4 separate regions of the Mus musculus genome follow, and regions 1, 3 and 4 are each linked to region 2. Evidence: chromatin contacts called from public ChIA-PET, HiChIP or PLAC-seq and Micro-C data. All regions are on one chromosome and are shown on one strand. Each heading gives the region's core, a stretch centred on a gene start, on an enhancer-like site or on the middle of the called end of the contact. The rest is flanking DNA. Distances are from core to core; before and after follow the strand shown. Region 1 has its middle 10 kb from the start of Gm40378. Region 2 holds the start of Tmsb10 (thymosin, beta 10). Region 3 has its middle 27 kb from the start of Gm40378. Region 4 overlaps Suclg1 (succinate-CoA ligase, GDP-forming, alpha subunit).

Region 1 (4,691 bases), core at 1,652-4,151, 320 kb after region 2:
TTAGCTGAATGAGACTGTAACAACTCTTTATTTCAAAGACCTTAGTGGACCTTTGAATCATAGTTAAGTCATATGTAAGCCTTCACTGTCTGGCTCACCAGAAGTAGGAGATAAATGTATTTAGTCTTTAGCATGTAGGAAAGCAACCCTGACCTCCTTCAGAACCTCTCCCATCACCATTGCCACCATTGTCACAGATCGGAAGCTGCTGCTCTTGGGAAATGGAAAGTACTTACTAAAGTGCTTCATCGTGGCTGGTCATAGGGCCACCTCCTCGCCATCCATCTTAGCTTGAAATTTGGACATTCAGTGCAAGAAGCAAGAAAACCATTGGCTGTGCAGCCTCATGTTTAAAAAGAGTTTATTGACTGGAAATTCCAGTGGGAATCTGTCGCTAAATGTGACACGCCCAACCCTAACTTCCATTCTGGAGTAGGGAAGACAGCATACTCTCAAGTTGTGTAACCACCCCGAAAATAAGCAATAGCTTTAAAAAGTCGGGAGAAGCCTGTGAGGGAATGCTGGTGGAGTCTTCCTGGACAGGACACCTCAGGTGTGGAAAGGGAAGCCGAGCCCCTGGGGGTAGAGCTGGTTGTACAAGGGTGAGAAGGAATGCTGGGTTTGCTGTGTCTAGGAGACAAGGGAACAGTGATCTGAGGTCTCGTGACTGCCTGGGCTGCTGCTGAGGGCACAGAGAGCCTAGGGAGACTGTGGGAGTGTGCCCAGACCTCGTGGACGGGCTGTGAACAGCTTGGGAGTTCAGGACCATTCCTTTATGCACGCATTTCATCACCTTGAACATGGACAGCAACTCATCCCACAGGACACTGGCCAGCAGAAATGACACAGTGTAGGCTGAAACAGGTTTGCTCTGTAGCCCAGGCAGGGCCTGAAACTTACCATATAGCCTAGGCTGGTATTGAACTAGTGGCAGACCTCCTGCCTCAACGCTGTGAGTTCTGGGATTACAAGCAATAGCTAGGACACACAACCTTAACGGTATTTTTTTAATGGACTGAAGTTTTTAAATAAAGAGCAAGAATCTTTTTCTTTTTCTTTTCTTTTTTTTGTTTTGTACTGCATTTTCATGCTGAGTACTGTGTTCTGCCTCCCATTTATGTAAGACAGTACTAGTCTTGTTTTCTCACAAACCTTATCATTTAAGAGCCTACACATTTAGCTCACATCACCCTTAAATTGATGATTGTAAATAGCATGAGATAGCAGCCAAGACTGAGTTTTAAAAAAAATTGTTTGATTATTTAATGTATGAGTATGCTGACTCTGACACCCCAGAAGAAGGCATCGGCGCCCATTACAGATGGTTGTGAGCCACCATGTGGTTGCTGGGAATTGAACTCAAGTCCTCTGGAAGAGCAGTCAGTGCTCTTAACCACTGAGCCATCTCTCCATCCCCCTGGACTGATTTTGGTTCCTCATGGTTTCCATGCCTGGCCTGGTGTTACAGTTCTGCTTTTACTATTGGCACATCCGGCTATATATCTCATCTCCCAGGGGCCGTCTCTATCCCTAAATAGAACACAGTCCCTTCTTGAATTTTGTACAACTCACCTTTTTTTTTCATTGTTAAAGATATATTTTTATGTGTATGTGTGGTGTTTGTGGGTGGGTTTGTGCATGAGAGTGCAGATGCCCCCAGAGGGCAGAAGAGGGCATCGGATCACCTGGAGCTGGAGTTATAGGCAGTCGGGAGAGAGCTGCCTACAACTCCTACAACTCATTTTTTTAACACTATTTTTTTTTTATTATTATTAATCCTTTGGGAATTTCACACTATGCACCCTAGTCCCACTGATATCCCAGTCCTTCCATATCTGCCCTCCACTCTTCTAATGCCTGCTCCCCCACCCCCAATAAAATAAAATAACAAACCATCTTGCTGACCTCTGGGCAGCAACCTGCTCCTCTATCTATCAAGGCCTTCTGGCACCCGTCACAGCAGTCAGTGCTCCAGCTCCACTGTGTGTAACCTGCTCCTCTGCTTTTCCCACCTCTCTATCACATAATCGTTCATTGTCATGGCACTGGAAACTATTGCCTTTTGCCCAAATAACTTTACCTGCAAATGTTCATGGTAGTGAGTTGTTGGTCTGGGTCAAGGCCTCTGGCTTCTACTACACCATCAATACTGGCCCCTCACCAAGACTCCTCTGGGATATCCTGCTGTTGCCCTAAGTCATAGAGATCCTGTGGCTTTTCTTCTGTAGGCCTGGCCCCTCCAGCTCATAGATGGAGTCAGTGTTGGGGGTGGATCTGAGCCTGGGCAGTAGCTGAGCTGTTCAGCCAGCCAGCTCTCCCATGCCCATGCCATGGGGGCCAGCTCTCCCTTGACCATGCTGCCTGGACCAGCTCTCCTGTACTGCCCAGGTAAGGGATGGGCCCAGCTCAAGCTCAGCATGGCCCTTTTGACATCAACGTGGCTTCAGGTGGCAGCTCAGGTCATAGACATCTGCATGACCCTTGGTAGCATGGACTATGGACATCAATACAGACCCCCACTGCAGTAGGGACAGCTATGGACATCAATAAAGACCCCTACTGCAGTAGGGACATGACCCCAGACATGGTCCTCAGCATTAGCATGGGCCGGGACAGCAGGGGCCTCTCACATCACTGCCATTGCATCTCCAGTTCTGCCTCTCTTCACAGTCCACAAAACCATTCTGTTTCTCTTCCTCTCCCGTCTCCCCACCACATACTTGCTCACGGTCGTGGTACCTGCCTGCCCACATCTGAAGGCAGTGGGCAGGCCTCTGCCACAACTCATTCTTGACACTGCTGTGCAGTAGATTTGCCAAGAGAAACAACAGATGTGCTCAGGGTGACGGCTCGGGTCACACCACAGTCACAGAGAAGTCCTGGCCAGGGAACTTTGCCCTCCAGGTTTACCACAGTGCGTCTCTCATAGCAGGCTGGCATTCAGGCCTCTCCTCCTCAGCTCAAACTCCCAGTGTGAGTAGCTCGATGCAGTCTCACTACTCCAGCTGCTGCCAGCTCGGAAAGTCCCCCCCCCCCTTTTTTTTTTCTGAAGAGTCTGCCGCAGTACTTACTGTATCTTAGTCCCAGCTCCTCAGGGGATCCTGGTCGTGAAGATGAAACACAACGGCCTTTGGAAAATGTCTTAAGTAGTCACTGTCCCAGGAGTCTCCTGCGAGAGCTTCTGGTGTTACTCGTAGGTGGGACTCTTGTCCTGCTTCCCTGACCTCTCCCTTTAGAGTCACATCTTCACATCAGCTCCCCAGCACTGACTGCTGTGTCCCAGCCTTTGGTCCAGTTCTCACCTCACCTGCCTGTGTTAACTAGAGACCCCGCAGGTAAGGGGTGTCATCTCACAAAGTGCTCCCACTTCACAAGCCAGCCACAAATCCTGACATCGCCATACTGCCCACACTTGGCGTGGTTTTAGGTTGGAGAGTTCTGTAACTCCCTACAGACTAATTTGCTGGGGTGACCCAACTCGGAAACCACAAGTACGTAGGAACATAGTTTTGTTATAAAACATCTTAGGATCAGCCAACTAGTAGAGAGGACTACCTCAAGGACAGGAGGGTAGATAGGACAAAGAGCCTCAGTCCCCGTGGAGATGGAGTGTGCCACACTCCTGCTGCTTCAGCATTAGTCCTGAGATGCCAGAGAGGACTTGACTTTTCTCTCAGGAAACGAGAAGGCTGCGGAGCAAATAGACTTCCTGCCAGGCTAGCCCCTTGGGAATTGGAGGAGAGAGGATCGGGAGTTTGAGATGATTCTCAGCTACAAATTCTGGGCTACATGAGACTGTTTCAGAGCTCTGAGCGGTTTGGGAGGGATGGAAATGAGTACGTGTGAAGTAAAAGTTTAACCAGCAATGCCCATCTTGAACTTCTGGTCTCCTGCTTTGGGTCTGGTGATTCTGGGCTCCCAGGTTACAGTGCTTGGCTACAAGTCTTCTCTGAGGAATTTTTATTTAACACTGAGCTCTCGGAGAGGACGAGTTGTACCTGGGAACCAGAGAGTTTAATGTGTCCCCATACCCTACTCTGTCATTTCATCCTGGCCACTTAGAAAGACGAGAACAGTTCCCTGTGGATGTCCCTTGGAGGGCCTTTGACTTTATGATTGCGTTTGTTTACTTGGAATCCTGTGTTCTCACTTGGTTGTGAATCTCCTATTAGAACTCTCTCTCCTGGGTAGGTCATTAATTAGGACTTTATCTCTCACATATTTGAATGTTGGTTGTCCTTTGACCTTTGCTTTGGGAGCCCCTCCCTTTAGTTTGTAAGCATCCTGAGTTGTCATGGTAGGTGGACAGTGGTGTCTTAATACCAATGGTGTCCTAATACTTAAATAAGACCCTCAAGTCAGCCACCGCGAGAAACTTTTACCACCTTCAGATCTTAGTTGACAACGGATACAAGCTGTTTGTGAAGCTGGTGAGGCCAGTGCTATGTGTGAGATTACAGGAAGGAGTGGTGGCCTACACAGAGGAACACAATCACTGCCCAGGCCAAACCCTGACATGGAGGGAGGGGGATGCATACCCTGACTAACCCACCCTCCTCTCTTATGTCCTGATAGCTGAACCGGGCAGAAAGCAGAGAATGTACAAGCCCATTTGATGCCATCAATAGGACTGTCTCTCAGGGACACAGAATCACAGCAAAGATAGAGAATGGGTCCAGATGACCAACTAG
Region 2 (5,297 bases), core at 36-2,535:
ACCGCATGTCGAGAAGCACGTAAAACAAAAATAAAAACGATACATCCTCCTCACCCATTCTACCACGTCCCCTCCTCTCTCCCTGCGGCACAACTCACTCCCAGACCGCTCTGCCCACGCATACTCAACTAAAAAATTCAGACCACGCCAACCATGCCACGAGGTGTTTTTATTTTCATCAATCATACAAATAATTTTCTATAATATCCCAGGGCAAACCGGTGAAATTTGGCAGTCCGATTAGTGGAGGGGTCCCCTTCAGAGACCCGCGGGCCGGTGGCATCGGCTCGGAGTGCCCGGGTTTCACAGTGCAGCTTGTGGCTCGCGTCCATCTTGCAGGTGGCTCTTCCTCCACATCACGAGGGGGTCTTGGAGATGATGGGGCGGGGTGGGGTGGGGTGGGGAAATCTTCCTAGGCTTTTAGGAGATTTCACTCCTCTTTTCCTGTTCAATGGCTGCGAAGGGAGGGATGTGGTCATTGGAGCTACCTTACAGCCCCCCATACCCAACCCACAAACCTGGTGTGGGTGAGGCACCCACGAGGCCTGCGGACAGAGAAGGGGTTTGGAAGAGACAAAGTGCTTTGTGTGACTGGAAGGGTGGCTGTGGCCTTAGATTCGGGGTGGGAAGATAGTGGCCGGATGGGGGTGGGGGTGCCGGGCTGGCACAGCAGGGAAGGGAGGAGCGCTGGGGTGGGAACCCGGGGCACACTTACTCTCTTTGGTCGGCAGGGTGTTCTTCTCCTGCGTCTCGGTTTTCTTCAGCTTGGCCTTATCGAAGCTGGCGATTTCCCCCATGTCCGGCTTGTCTGCCATTTTCTTACAACTCTGATGGGCGAAACAAGGTGATAATGGGTGGCCAGGGGCTTGGGGGTGACCAGCGCGTCCTGGATCCCGCGCCTTCCGCGAACGCCTCTCAACGTGGCATTCCCAGTCCTGGGCGTTCCCGCAGCCCGGAGGCCGAGGATCCTAGACTCGTCCACCACACCCTCCCTCCGAAGCCCCAGGGCGTGGCCTGCTAGCCCCAGAAGATTCCAAACCGCCGGGTCGCCTGTTGCAACCGAAGGGGAACGCGCCCGCCAGCCATAAACTGGCCCGACCCCACCCAGGGTAGGCCCCAAGGCCGGCGCTGTGCCTTACCGTGGATTCTCCTTCCGAGCTCGCGCTCCAGGTGCTCCCACTCTCGTTGCTGCAGCAAGAGACAAAAGAGCGGCGCCCGCCCCTCGTCTTATATACACCGCGCCCCGCCCCGCCTCTCGCCCGCCGCAACGAGGGCGTGGCCAGCCCGCGCGGAGGGCGTGGCCAGCGCGCGCGGGGGCTGGGGGGCGCTCAGCATCTCCAGGCTGCCTGGGGCTCCGCCCTTCTCGGCCCGCGTTCCTAACCCGTTGCGATCCCGCGTGGAGGGTGGCAGGCACCAGCTCCCGGTGGTCTCTTTTCTTGATATATCTCCTTTTCCTAGTACCCAGGAGCCTGCTGCTCACCCCGCGGGAAGGGCGTGGGGGGGGGGGCAGCGGGGAAGGACTTGGGGTTTTGTTGAATGTATGTGTGGTGTAGGGTTGTGGGTGTGCGGGCGAGCACGCGCGCTCTGCTGCAGCCCTGCTCGCGGGAGACACCCCACCCGCGTCGCCTCAAGTCTCTTGCGTTTGCTCTCCAGAGTCTCCTTCTTTCTATTTTCTTGTGGTTGGTGCTTCTTAAAACAAGCTGTTTTCAGGCATTGTCTAAGGGCGGAGGTGGGAGCTAGGACTCCCGGGAGGGCTCCGCTGTTCCTTTTCTCAGTGGCCTTTTAGAAACACTGTACTGGAGGGTGCGGTTTTTCTCCTTCAGTTAACCTTCAATGTGGTTTTTAGAAGGAAAAAGAGGGGAAAAAGCTCCTGTGCCTGCAAACCTTGCTTTTTCTTGTTAACCCATTCCAGGAGTGGGATACTGCACTCCTGAAAAAGTTACCTCTTCAGCTCCTACAACCCCCATGGACAGTGAGTTCTATTATATCACCCAGGGCTGAAACGCCATCCATCCCCACTCCCATCCCTTTTCCTGTGTTGAATATAGAGCATATTCTACTGATAGAAGAAAAAGAGGAGAAACATTTCCTGAACGGCAAACTTCATGGTTCAGATAGACAGACAAAGAGCAAAATATCTTTGCTTGAAGTAATAACAGTTTAGTGGGGGTGGGGGTTGTAGAGAGTTGTCTCATCCACGTGGGGCTCACCCACACGGTGGCTTACAAGCATCTGTAGCTCTAGTTTTAGGAGACTTGGCATCCTCTTCTGGCCTGCTTGGGCACCAGGTATGAGTTTGGTGTGCATAAAACACTCATGCACATAAAATAAAAATAAATCTTTTAAAGAAAGTTGTTTCTTATGTAACACAATCCTGTGATTTCTGTACTAGTCTCCTTTTTAAAAAATTATTTTCTTTAGAAAGGGCGTCACCTGTTTATGTAGCCATATGTTTATGGATCTCAGTATGTAGATCAGCCTGGATTTGAACTCATAGAGATTGGCCTGTTTCTTGAATGTTAGGCCTAAAAGCCTGTGTTATCATGCCTGGCTTTGTGCTTTTTATTGCATAGTGACTGGTATTCAGGCCCCCTTTCTCTTGTTATTCTGGACCCCTCCATCTTCTATATCCAGGCAGTGGACCAGGAAAGAAAGGAGGATGAAAAGTCACACTAGAATTTAGCCTCAGATTCAGAAGTCGCTTCCATCACTTCTGTCTTCATTTCCTTGGCCTAGAATGTAGTCACATGCTCTTACCCAAAGTCCAGGAAATCTGGGAAACCGAAAGCAGGGCTGGGCAGATTGAAACAGTCTCTACTTGTTGAAGGATCTGCTAAGCTTGAACATAAAACTATCCAGACATCCAGAGATAGTATCTCTGGATTCCGTGCTGGATGCAATGCTAACCTTAAGTTAGGTTTGGACTTCCTGGGCTTCACCTTGAAGTCAGTGCATAAATGTCCAATTGTACAAGGTTGCATCCAAGGTGAACTCCAATCCCTTTTCTCTTTATTGAGGGAAGAAATCTGATTCTTCTAGGTGTAGGCATAGAGAAGAGATGCAGGATTCCCAACAAAGGATCATCAAGTCGACTTGCAGGCATTCCCTGTACTTGCTAAGTTCAGCTCAGCGGCTCCTTTCCAGAAAGAAAACACCATCAAAGGTGCTTAACAGCTGTGGCCGGTCTGGAGATATAACTGAGTTGATAGATGCTTGCCTAACATACTTGAGGCCCTTGGCTTCGTCCTCAGCATCACATACACTGAGCCAGAAACCTATAATCTTAGTTAGTGGGAGTTAGAGACAGAAGAATCAGGAGTTTAAGGCCAGCCTGAGCTACACAGTGAATTAGAGGCAAGTATGGGCTACCTGAGACCCTGTCTCAAACACTAACCAAACATAGATGAGAAAAAAACAGGTCAAAGCTAGCGGCCTCATTCAATCTAACAGGCAAGGACTTTGAAATACCCACAAGTACCTCAACCATTCTCCCACCAGTTTTTACCTCTAGGTTGGCCTTAGTGACTTTCTTCTAGTAAATGTGGCAGAGATGAACTTTTATGACTTCAGAAGCCAGGCCATAAAAGACCACATGACTGTGAGCCACTGTCCCAGAGCTTGGTGCCCCCGGGCTCTGAGAGAATCCAACATCTGGAAGGAAAGGCTGCACGTCTGCATTCCACAGAGTGCAGTGGAGACAAGCTGGCCCTGTCTAAACTGAACTTAGGAGCGAGACACACATGGCGGCTACTTGAAGTTATTACGTTTCTGAAAGTTTTGTTACAGAGCAACAAAGAAGTGGAACAGCAGAAAGCAGGAAAAAGTTAGAACCTAGGGGTGCCAGAGTTGTCCTCTGTGTCTTCCATGACACTCACACACATTTAAATCAGTATTTGCTGGGTGTATATGGAGTGTGTGGAATGTGGAGGGCAATAGTGAGACACTCGGAGTAGAGAAAGGATCCAAGCAATAGGCCTTCCGCCTGGTGTCCACTAACTGCTGGTGGTGCCACGATCGGTGACACCATTCCTGTCTGCTGCTTGGAGCAGACTATCTTATTCACTGATGGCTTCCGGTAAGCTGCCCGACTCATAAACAATCACATTTCCACTTCTGTTGAGAAGGATGAATGACAGGGAGCTGGAGAATGAATAAGTAAGGACTTCACAGGGCCTTACTTACGGTGGCTTGTAGGGAGGTGGGGGATGGGCAAGGGGACAGGGTGATGGGAGGGGCCTTTTCAGACTTGTCCGGGCTGACATTTTGTTTTATTAACTTTTATTACTTTGAGGCAGGATCTCACAATCTCAGGCTGGCCACGAACTTGGTATGTAGCTGAAGGATGGCCTGAAGCTTCTTGCTTTTGCCTCAGTAGTGCGGGGATCGCAGCATGAGACACTGCACCTCTTTGTTTGGTATTGAACCCAGGGCTTTGTACATGGCAGGCAAGTGCCCGACTGAGCTACAGCTCATAGCTTCAGTATGACATTCTCCATTTATCGGAAACTGGAGTGTGATGGTATGGACCGAATGGTAATTCCAGAAAGCCTCGGAGCTGAGGGACAGCTGCTGAGGCTTCTTGGCTAATTATTAACCCTGCTCAGGGAAGGGTTCCGTGATGGACGTGGTGGCTATGATTCATGAGTCCAGATCATGCCCCTGTCCCTCGCCTTTTTTTTTTTTTTTTTTTTTTACTCAGGGTCTCACGTAACCCAGGCTGGTATTAGCCAAGAAAGACTTTGAACTTCTGATCCTTTTGCCTTTCTCTCCCAAGTACTGGATAGCAGACAAATGCCTGCACGCCTGGTTTATGTGGTGCTAGGAATCGAACCCAGGACCTTCTGCAGGCCAGATGAGAACTTAATCAATGGACCTACAGCCCCAGCCTCTAGATTACTTTTGACTCAAGAAAATCATTCACTCCTGCTTCAGGGCTTTTGACTGTGCTCTGCTGTCATTAAGGAAACTGCTCACATGTCCCTCTCCTCAGAGGACCTCAGCTACCCTTATATAGTGGCAGCAACCATGCCATTCACTTAATCGTGTTTCCTTTTGTCTTCATAGACCCTTCCTCTAACCAGAGCGTAACCAAACATGCTATACTTTCATTTTCTTAAAAGAAAAAAAAAATCTCTCAACAGGAAATGAGAGACCTCATCTCTCTTCTTTGCTGCCACTTCCGCAGTCTGCATTCTTTTGAACAAATGCTCAGATTTCCCAGTCAGAACGGAATGAGTTATTACGGGGAGTGGTAATGAGTTCTCTGACTGGAGGTATATTCACTGAGGAGTGAGCAG
Region 3 (4,596 bases), core at 94-2,593, 360 kb after region 2:
CCCTCCCACCATGTGGCTCCTAGGGATCAAATCCAGGTCATCAGGCTCGGTTCATGCACCTTACCCTCCTTGCCAAAGTACACTTTCTAAACTTTATCAAATGCCTTTCAAACCCATGTACACCCTGTTAGCATCCACTCTAGGCCCCGCCCAACAGGGAGGCCTGGCTTGCTATAAAAGGGGCTGTTTGGTCCCTTGTAGCTCTTTGACTTTCTTCTCTCCTTAAGCCTTTTCTCTCTCTCTCTCCTGTTCCTTCTCCCCCCTCTCTCCACATGTTCCTGGCCTGCCCTCTCTCTCTCTCTCTCTCTCTCTCTCTCTCTCTCTGTGTATCTCTCTCTCCTCCCTTCTCAACTTCCCTTCATTCTATACCATACCTGTTGTATGGCTGGTACAGCTGGTGTGTGTGTGTGTGTGTGTGTGTGTGTGTGTGAGTTGTTTCCCTTGCATGGGCCCACTGAGGCATCCCCTCCCACCGCACCATACCGCACTCTACAGACCATATCCTGACCCTTTTCTAAAACATAACAACACCTCCAATCCCATACAGAATCTTTGCTCTCTTTATGATAATCAATAAAGAACTTATTTTTGGATAAAATTTGAAAAATGACTAGTGATGCCGAACACACACACACACACACACACACACACACACACACACACGAGCCTTTAAAAAGTATAACAAGTCTGTAGGGGAAATGTGGAAACGGGGCAGTAATAATTATTCGCTAAGCTTCTATACAGAAAAAAAAAATAAAAACTGGTACAGGGATAAAAAACAAAAAACCACCATCACCACCACCAACAAAACACCCTTCCCATACCAAAAGAAGGTGCAGAGAGGGGAGACAGGGAGCTGAGGCTTAAGTGGTCTCTGCATTGCTTTGTCGGTCTGGAGCTGCTACTCACTGCCGAGATGTGGGCTGTCTTTCAGTGGTTAACTTCTCAGTTCGCTCTCAGTTCACGTCCTGTTCGCTTGAACAGCCACAGTTAGAAGTGGCTGCACGCACGGAAGCCACACACCTGTCTACTCACCCCAGAAAGGGAACCCACTGCAGACCAAAGTCACGATTGTACGAAAGTCCAACTTGGGGAACCAATGATATTTTTCCGGGGTTTGTTACAGGGGTAGGGATGACTCAGAGCTGATCCCCCCAGAGCCCAGTGGCTCTGAGAGCTCTGTGAGGTTTGCAGGCAGCCTGACAGGACCAGAAATCTTGGCAGCTTGCCAGGTCAGAGCGCCCCCCACCCCCCCCCGCGCAAACTGTTTAGTGTTTTAGAGGCTCCAGAAGGGCCTCGTGAATCAGCTGCCCCAGACAAGAGAAGTTTGTTTGCTTCCTGAATCTCAGGAATTTTCCTTCTTCCCCCTGGAGGGAATCTTTCAATTCAGAGGAAACCGATGGTGGCCGAGAGGGGTCAGATAGCCTGGGTTTGGATTTCACCAGCTAAGTACCTGTTGCTTGGCAACCTGCTTAGCCGCTGTGTGTTTCATCTGAAGCTAAGGCTCCCTACAGTTGCCACTTAATGTAGGATTATTAAGAGGATTAAGCAAGATAATCCATTTAAAGAATTTATCACACTGTCCGACTCAATAAATGTTCGCCAACACTACTCGTTGTTGTAATATTAGAGGGAAACCAAAGGGTGGGTTGGGGATTGTCCTTTTTTTTCTTCAGTGAATTAAAAAAACAATTATGATTTTTTTTAAAAAGGGAGAGATGCCAGGATGTGTGGTGCAAAGAAATTGAGGAACTAGTGTTATGAGTACAGATGAAGATAAATCGTTTTTAATATTAGAAAAAAATCACATGGCTTTCTATTACAACATTTAATATCATTCCATTAAATATAACACATCTTCCAATGCGCGGAGCACACACCAGGCGAACTGTCTACAATGGGGTCAAGAGATTTTAACTTAAGAAACTGCTGCATAACTGTCTTTTGGGCAGTGCCCTAGTTTCAATCATTACTGTGATAAAAAATGATCTGACAAAACGCAACGTAGAGGAGAAAGGACTTATTTTAGACTACAGTTGTACATTATAGCCCATTAATATGGGTAAGTCAAGGCAGGAACCTGAAGCAACTAGTCATGTCCACTGCCAAGAACAGGGAGAGAATAAATGTTCTGGGCTGTTCTGGGCTGTTCTGGGCTGTTCTGGGCTGTTCTGGATGGGCTGTTCTCAATAGCCTTCATCAGGCTGGACTCGGAAGCCTGATCATCCCGAGGCTGCTGCCCCCAGCCCAGCTGTGAACGGCTTGATGGCAGGGAGGATGTCTATAGTTTTGTCCTCCCATTCCAACATTGTACTTATCACCATTCATATTTACTGAATAAGTTAATACAATTTTCATACTGTAAAGAAATCTTAAGCACCATCCTGACTTCTGACACTTGACTTGCTGTTATGATTTGAATGTGAGCTCTACCCCCAACCCCCAGGAGGGGCTGTTTTAAGAAATCTTGGAACCTTAAGGAGATGGGGCCTCCCAGGGGTATAGGCCTATGGGCTACAGAACTCTCTGTTTTCTGATTCTCCAGGCAATATGATCAACTGCCTCACTGTATTAATTACTTTTTTGCAGTTGTGATAAAATACCATGACTAAAAGCAACTTAGAGGAGAAAGGGTTTACTTTGACTTGTGGTTCCAGAGGAATAGAATCCCTCATTGTGGAAGATATGTAGAAGAAGTCAGGGTATGCAAGGTGGTGGCATCTGGAAGCTGGCCAGTCACTCTTTCATACATACACAGAAAGCTGAGAGAGAAGGGAAAGTGGGTCAGGCTATAAAATCCTCCCCCCACCCCCAACATACTTCTAGCACCATGAAAGGTTCTGTCTGTAACCTCCTCAAAGAGCACCACCACCTGGGGCTCAGTGTTCAAATAGATTAGCACGTGTGGGTGTTGAATTTATATTACATTAATATAGATTCATAAAATTAGTATGGCAGGCAATTATTCCTTAACCAGCTAATTCCCCAATAACCATACAGAGACTAAGATTTATTAAAATTGCCACAAGCCAAATACTGAGCAGTCATTACTCCAATCTAAGTGCCCAAGCCAGCCAGGCTTCCTCCCAGATAATATTCCCATCTCACTTACATTTTTAACCCGTTCTCGATCCATCTCTCTAATCCTGATAATTTTCTCAACCTCTCCTCAGGGTTCCTTCGGTCACTTCCTCTCTCTGCCCCTCCTGGAATAGGAAGTTGTACCCTATTCTCTCTAAAGCTCAGCATTGGCTTACTGGCTTTTATTGGCAAGGCAGAGAATGAATGAGGAGCAATGTTTATACAAACTTAAGACAGGAGCATCTAAGAATAAACATAACAAAGCCATGTCTGGACTGAAACAAGATAAGAGGGCAGAGAAGTCAGCATTTAAATAACACAAGGGTGAACTTTACACAGTGCACAAAAACATTACACCTACATGTGGGTCATTCAAACACACACTCAGAGTGCACTGTTGCAGCTGCTTCCACTGCCATGGCTGCTACCATGCCTTCCCTGCCAGGAAACTGTCACAGAGTAAAGCATCCCTCCTTAAGTTGTTTCTATGGGGTATTCTGTCTTAGGGGTGAGAAAAGTAGCTAGGACAGTTGCCTTTCCAGCTCCTCCATGAGTTTCCTGCAGGCAGTGGCTGTACTTTTATACGAGATTGGTACTATTTTGGTTCTGAGCAAAATATGAAGTGTATAACCAGAGTTTCAGACAATGAGGTTGGAGAGATGGCTCAGTGGCTAAGAACACTTGCTGCTCTTGAAGAGGACCCAAGTTCAGTTTCCAGCACCCATGTCAAGTGGCTTTAGCTCTAAGGACTCCATCATTGTCTCTTGGCATATGAGGATACCCATTCACGTGTGCACATACAAACACAGACACACCTCAAACAAAGAAATAAAACAAAAATACATCTTTAGATATAATCCCAAACAAAGAAGGTTGAAGCGACTGTGGTAAATACGGAGTGGAAAGATAGGGAAAGGAGCTCCAGAATGCCCTTGCGATCATGAACTTACGGCAACTGTGATCATCAGTAGTGGGGCCACACAAGTCTGTTCTTCTTGTCACTAATCAGCCATGGAAGGGGAGGGGCTCATGGGGCTTCATCACTTCCCTCTGGCTATTGATAAACTTTGAGAGCAGAGGGAAGCTGTCTTCACTTGTGTCCCCATGGTGAGACCACCAGGCTCCCACCATTGTGCATTCTGGGGAGTTGAGCCAGGTCTCCATGCCTGTGCAGCAAGGATTCTCACCCTGAGCCATCTCCATCAGCTCTTCTTTATTCTTTAGACACAGTATCATTTATCCCAGGATGGCCCCCTACTCACCACATAACCAAATGTAACTGTCTTAGAGTTTCTATTGACGTGATGAAACACCATGACCAAAAAGCAAGTTGGGGAGGAAAGGGTTTATTCAGGTTACACTTCCACATTGCTGTTCATCACCAAAGGAAGTCAGGACAGGAACCAAGCAGGGCAGGAACCTGGAGGCAGGAGCTGATGCAGAGACCATGGAGGGATGCTGCTCAACGGTCTGCTTCCCTTGATTTGCTCAGTCTTTTTCTGATAGAATCCAGGA
Region 4 (5,013 bases), core at 1,582-4,081, 300 kb after region 2:
GCTTGGCTGGGGCTCCTGCCTGGGAGCATCTAACGTGCTTGGATTTCTGTCCCCATGTTGCTGAGCGAGCCTTTGCTTCTCAGCTGTCTTCGTCAGCCTCTTTCATGGTTCTTGTGCTTTTTCCTCACAGGGTACCTTTCACAGTCAGCAGGCTTTGGAGTACGGCACCAAACTCGTGGGAGGAACCACTCCAGGGAAGGGTGGCCAGAAGCACCTGGGCTTGCCCGTCTTTAATACTGTGAAGGAAGTAAGTAACGGCTTCCGAGAAGAAGCAGCAGGGCAGAGACAGGCATCCTCTGGGTGGGGTCTTAACTGTGCGCTTTTTGCCTTTCTATCTGGATATCAGTGACCAAGAGAAATTGGGATTGTGGTAAAATCCAGTAGTGAGTTTTGCAAGAGATGTTCGTCATCTGTTAAAGGAAGCTCCGTGGTCTGGCTTCTGGCTGGCTCCTGATCTCTTCACTGCCTTTCTTCCAGAGCGGTGCTACAGGTGTCAGCAGCAGTTGCAGAAGCCCCTGTTTCAGAGGGGGCTGTCAGGCAGGCGTGGTGTGGGTGCTTCATGCACAGTGCCCCAGCCAGGCCTTGCATACCCACAGCAGGTGCCCTTATGGCAGCCCAGGATGCTGCTGTTGCAGAGTCTGAGGGTTCTGTCTGTCTGAGGTGTCCCAGCTGAGACGTGACAGGCTCGGACTGTTCTGTGCCATCAGACACTATTGAGATGACATGGTAGGGTCTGCTTTTTTCACCAGTTGCTGGTTTCTTTAAGGTGATTTTTTTTTTCAGGAAGTTTAAAATATAGAAATTACAAATACAGGTTTTTAGGTGAATCAGTCTTTTTTCCCTTTCAGTTTTTTAGGCTTTGTAAACCAATAGTTTTGTTCAATCAGTTCATATGTTATTCATTGTGACCCAGGCAGATGTGAAATTTGGATATCCTAAGTTCCTTGACAAATATTGTTTCTTATTTTCCTATTCATCTTTTACAAAGAACTTTCGGAATGAATAATCATTAATTGTGTAGTATGACTCCCCGTGTACAGCACTTGTTGCCAGCATCTGTAAGTATTTGTAGCCGTGAGATAGGAGAATGTGGGGACTTGGGTTTCCAGTGAAATGTTGTATGCCTGTGATCTGGTTGGCCCTGGCCTTGATTTCCATCCTTTGCTTCATTCCCTTTATTGTTGCTTCCCCTGCCCCACGAGGTCTTCTCACTAGCCCAGTATAGTCTTGAACCCATGGTCCTCTAGTCCAGTGGTCCTCAGCCTTCCCAGTGCTGTGACCCTTTAATGCAGTCCTCATGTTGTGGTGACCCCCAGCCATAAAATCGTTTTCCTGGCTTCTTCAGAACTATAATTTGACTACGTTTATGAATTGTGATGCAAATATCTGTGCTTTCTGATAGTCTTAAGACAACCCCTGTGAAAGGGTCATTCGATCCCCAAAGTGGTAGTAACCCCCAGGTGGAGACCATTGTTCTGATTCGTATCTGAGTCCTGAGTGCTGGGATTATAGGCACAGGCCACCACAACAGGCCTGTCATTCTCTCCTGAGAGAGTTAAAACATAAATGACTTCTAATCCTTCGTGTCATCTATAGGCGCTGTCAGTGCCTGCTCTTTGGACACTGTTGAGGTGATGCTGTTTATGGGGACATAGTGGTCAGAAGCTCGGTGTCTGGGAGCACGGACTCATCCCGGGGTGACCCCTGAAGAGACTGTCTGTGGTCTTTCCTCTGCGTGTGCCCATGCAGTCTGTCACTGTAGTTAGACTTTGTGTAGCATCCCTTGGTACAACCTCCGAACGCGTTTTGGTTATGGAGAATCCTCTGCTTTGCTGCACTGAGCAGACACCGTGGAGTCAGATATACTCAGGGTTAAATATTGGCTCTGCTATTTCCTAGCCATGTGATTTAGTGTGGTAACTTACTATATTTTGTTTGGTGGTTTGTTTTGAGACAGGGTCTCTAGGTAGCCTTGTCTGGCCTTTACTCAGAGATCTGCCTGCCTCTGGTCTGCTGACATTAAAGGCATGCACTACCACACCTGTGGTATTTATTTACTGTTTCTTGATCACAGCATCTTTTTTTTTCCTTTAAAATTTTTTTTTTGGCAGTCTCATATAGATGGATCTCTTGAGTTCAGAACAGCATGGTCTACATACTAAGTTACAGAACAATCCCGGGCGACATAGAAAGACCAAGTCTTAGAAAAACTACAACAGCAAAAAAAACAAAACAAAACAAAAAAAAAAACCAAACCCCAAAGGAAGCAGAAGATGGATGTGCAAGGCCACCTGTGGATCAGTTACTATCAAATGGAGACTAGTAGTCAGATTTACATTCCGTAAGGCTTTGTATAAAGGCTTTGCATCGTGGTGGGTGACAACATTAAAACCTAATGTTTGTTTTGTTAACTCACATTCTTACTCTGTGGCCATGTATGTATATGCACTTGGTTTGACTTGCTATATTCTAGTAAGTATGTATTAAGTAAGAAATGTCAAGTAAGAACACTCCACTTGGGGCTGGAGAGATGGCTCAGCTGTTAAGAGCACTGACTGCTCTTCTGAAGGTCCTGAGTTCAAATCCCAGCAACCACATGATGGCTCATAGCCATCCATAATGAGATCTGATGCCCTCCTTTGGTGTGTCTGAAGACAGCTACAGTGTACTTACATATAATAATAAATAAAATAATGAATAAAATCTTAAAAAAAAAAAAAAAAGAGAACACTCCACTTAGGCACTGGGGAAATGGCCCAGCAGTGAGGTTGAGAGCACTTGCTGGTCATCTAGAAGATCTAAGTTGGGCATTTTCCAGCACCCACATTGGACTCCTGACAAGTGCCTGTAACTCAAGTTCCAGAAATCCAACATCTTCTGACCTCTGAGAGAGAGCACCTGTATGAATGTAAGCTCTCACAGGTGCGTGTGCACACACACACACACACACACACACACACACACACCGTAAAAATAAATCTATATAAAAGGGAACACTACTGTTCATTGGTCATATTTACCATGGATTTAAAATAGATGTTTGAAGGCTAGATTCTGAAGACCTGGGGTCCCTGGCCCTGGTTCTTCTAAGGAGAAACAGAGTTTGAAGCTGGATAGGTGGCACCAGGTCTTGTGAGTCTGGGGAGGAAAAGTGAAGCTGTGCATAGCTCCAGAGAGGAGGGAGCACAGGTGCAATCCTCCAGGGAGGAGGGAGCGTGGGTGCAATTGGGAAGAGCTCTCAGATTTACTGTCCTTTTGTAGGGTAAGATGTACGGAACCTTTAAATTCACAATGGCATTCAGAGAGGCTTTGCTTGGATTCTGCTCTTTTTTTTGACTACGTCACGGACTACAGAATGGGGGAATGAGGATAGCCTGCCTGTGACCCCTTCCTAAACATTAATCAAATTATGCTGCTGAATATATTTTATTTATGATTCAATCGGTTGTGATTAATGTTTCAGGCCAAAGAGAAAACAGGAGCAACGGCTTCTGTCATCTATGTCCCTCCTCCTTTTGCTGCTGCTGCCATTAATGAAGCAATCGACGCGGAGATTCCCTTGGTTGTGTGCATTACGGAAGGTATTCCGCAGCAGGATATGGTGCGGGTCAAGCACAGACTGACACGCCAGGGAACGACGAGGCTAATCGGGCCAAACTGCCCCGGCGTCATCAACGTGAGTGTAGGGTAGGAGGGAAGTCAGAAGGCTATGGCTTTGAATTAAAGTACGTGTGTGTGTGTGTGTGTGTGTGTGTGTGTGTGCGCGCGCGTGTGCATGTGCGTGCTCGGGTGTTTGTGTGTGCTCGGGTGTGGGTGTGCACATGTGACTTAGGGGTTAGAATTTTCTTTGGAACTTTTCTGAAACTGCAGTTTACTTTCCTCCAGCCTGGAGAATGCAAAATCGGCATCATGCCTGGCCACATTCACAAGAAGGGAAGAATAGGTGAGTGACTCTGTTACTTTCTGATAGATTAAAACATAGAAATTCCACTTTCCTAACTCGGCTCACAGTGACGGTGACTGTAAGTCAATGTGTCTCTGTAATAAGTTATTTTTTCTTACAGTGAGTCAGAAATATATCTCAAATATGATGGGCCTCTTTGAGAATCACTTGTAGTTCTGTGGAACCAGTGATGATCGTGGGTAGTGGTTCCTTTTCTGCTCAGACTCTGGGTTCTGCTGTGTATTTTGTGTTCGTGGTGAATACCAGCTTCCTGCTCACAGCCTCCTGCCTGCTCTGTGGCTTTACCACTGTTTATCCATTTTCTTAGTGGTCATCTGGGCTGTTTGCAGGTTTGAGCATTAGGAACAAGACTAAAATACAGGCCTTGCTATGGATACACTTTGATTTCTGAAGGGCAACATTTGCTAGAACACACATTTAGTATGCTTGCCTTTTAAGGAAGTTGCCAGGGAGTGCTAGGAGATGTCCGTGCTACTTTGTATTCCGTCAGCAGAGTCCCAGTTACCCTTCCTCCTCCAGGCTTCTCCTCTCCAGCAGACTTGTGCTTGCTCTTTGGGGGATGAAACAGCTTTTGTTGTGATGCCCCTGATGGGTGAGGTCAAAGAGCGCCTTCTCAGTCTTTACCCTTGATCCGAGGGTGCACTTGGACCAACACACAGAGGCAGGAAGTGAGTTTGGCTTTTAGTCTAACTCAGGTGCTGCCTGGCCTGGCCTCATAGTCTACTCAGTTGGCTCCTCTGAAAAGAATTGGCTGGGGGAGTTGGAAGAGGAGGGAAGGGTCACTGCTCCCAGGGAGAAAAGGTCACTCACTGCTCCAGGGCATCCAATTCCTAGAATAGAGCTCTGGGCCTTTGTATGAACAAAGCTTTTACTGGGTGAATTTTAATTCCTTGCCCTAAAACACAAATTTCATAAGATTAGATTGAAACGATACATATTTGGCATTTCTTATCAATCCTTTGTTTTCTTTTTTCTTTTTGTTTGCTTGTTTGTTTGTTTTTTGTTTTGTTTTGTTTTTGTTTTTCCCAAGACAGAGTACCTCCTTGTAG

The links. A called contact is a pair of places that touch in the nucleus more often than the background predicts. ChIA-PET counts read pairs in DNA pulled down with a chosen protein or histone mark. HiChIP or PLAC-seq counts read pairs in DNA pulled down with a chosen protein or histone mark.
Region 1: an RNA polymerase II ChIA-PET map of memory CD8 T cells shows a contact between it and region 2, with 60 read pairs. The contact joins the enhancer-like site here to the promoter of Tmsb10 in region 2. A contact is called at or near these places in 4 of 39 promoter capture datasets (the C10 cell line, cranial neural crest, liver and 1 more) and 2 of 115 datasets of contacts at active chromatin or transcription factors (embryonic stem cells and memory CD8 T cells).
Region 3: a Micro-C map of embryonic stem cells shows a contact between it and region 2, with 2.3 times the contacts expected there. The contact joins the enhancer-like site here to the promoter of Tmsb10 in region 2. A contact is called at or near these places in 1 of 39 promoter capture datasets (hippocampal neurons), 1 of 15 datasets of contacts at CTCF or cohesin (embryonic stem cells), 3 of 484 Hi-C or Micro-C datasets (embryonic stem cells and liver) and 1 of 115 datasets of contacts at active chromatin or transcription factors (pancreatic cancer cells).
Region 4: a contact with region 2 is called in an H3K4me3 HiChIP or PLAC-seq map of bone marrow-derived macrophages, with 5 times the contacts expected there. The contact joins the enhancer-like site here to the promoter of Tmsb10 in region 2. A contact is called at or near these places in 9 of 39 promoter capture datasets (the C10 cell line, the HPC-7 cell line, cranial neural crest and 4 more), 1 of 484 Hi-C or Micro-C datasets (bone marrow-derived macrophages) and 7 of 115 datasets of contacts at active chromatin or transcription factors (bone marrow-derived macrophages, embryonic forebrain, embryonic stem cells and 2 more).

Annotation. Positions count from the first base shown.
Region 1 is chr6:73,277,055-73,281,745 of GRCm38.p6, forward strand. No RefSeq gene overlaps it. Among named protein-coding and RNA genes, the nearest start is that of Gm40378, 10 kb to the right of the region's middle. Within about 2 kb of position 2,902, at least 30 of the 459 cell types and tissues checked have an H3K27ac peak or open chromatin away from gene starts, as enhancers often do. A contact at or near this core is called in liver and memory CD8 T cells, where this site is marked.
Region 2 is chr6:72,957,198-72,962,494 of GRCm38.p6, forward strand. Tmsb10 (thymosin, beta 10) reads right to left here and starts at 1,286. Exons shown (of 3, transcript NM_025284.4): 1 at 1,140-1,286; 2 at 716-827; 3 at 150-455. The coding sequence starts at 815. The coding sequence ends at 421.
Region 3 is chr6:73,314,063-73,318,658 of GRCm38.p6, forward strand. No RefSeq gene overlaps it. Among named protein-coding and RNA genes, the nearest start is that of Gm40378, 27 kb to the left of the region's middle. Within about 2 kb of position 1,344, at least 135 of the 459 cell types and tissues checked have an H3K27ac peak or open chromatin away from gene starts, as enhancers often do. A contact at or near this core is called in embryonic stem cells and hippocampal neurons, where this site is marked.
Region 4 is chr6:73,260,345-73,265,357 of GRCm38.p6, forward strand. It overlaps Suclg1 (succinate-CoA ligase, GDP-forming, alpha subunit), which reads left to right. Exons shown (of 9, transcript NM_019879.3): 3 at 131-247; 4 at 3,464-3,676; 5 at 3,886-3,943. Among named protein-coding and RNA genes, the nearest start is that of Gm38834, 14 kb to the left of the region's middle. Within about 2 kb of position 2,832, at least 14 of the 459 cell types and tissues checked have an H3K27ac peak or open chromatin away from gene starts, as enhancers often do. A contact at or near this core is called in the HPC-7 cell line, where this site is marked.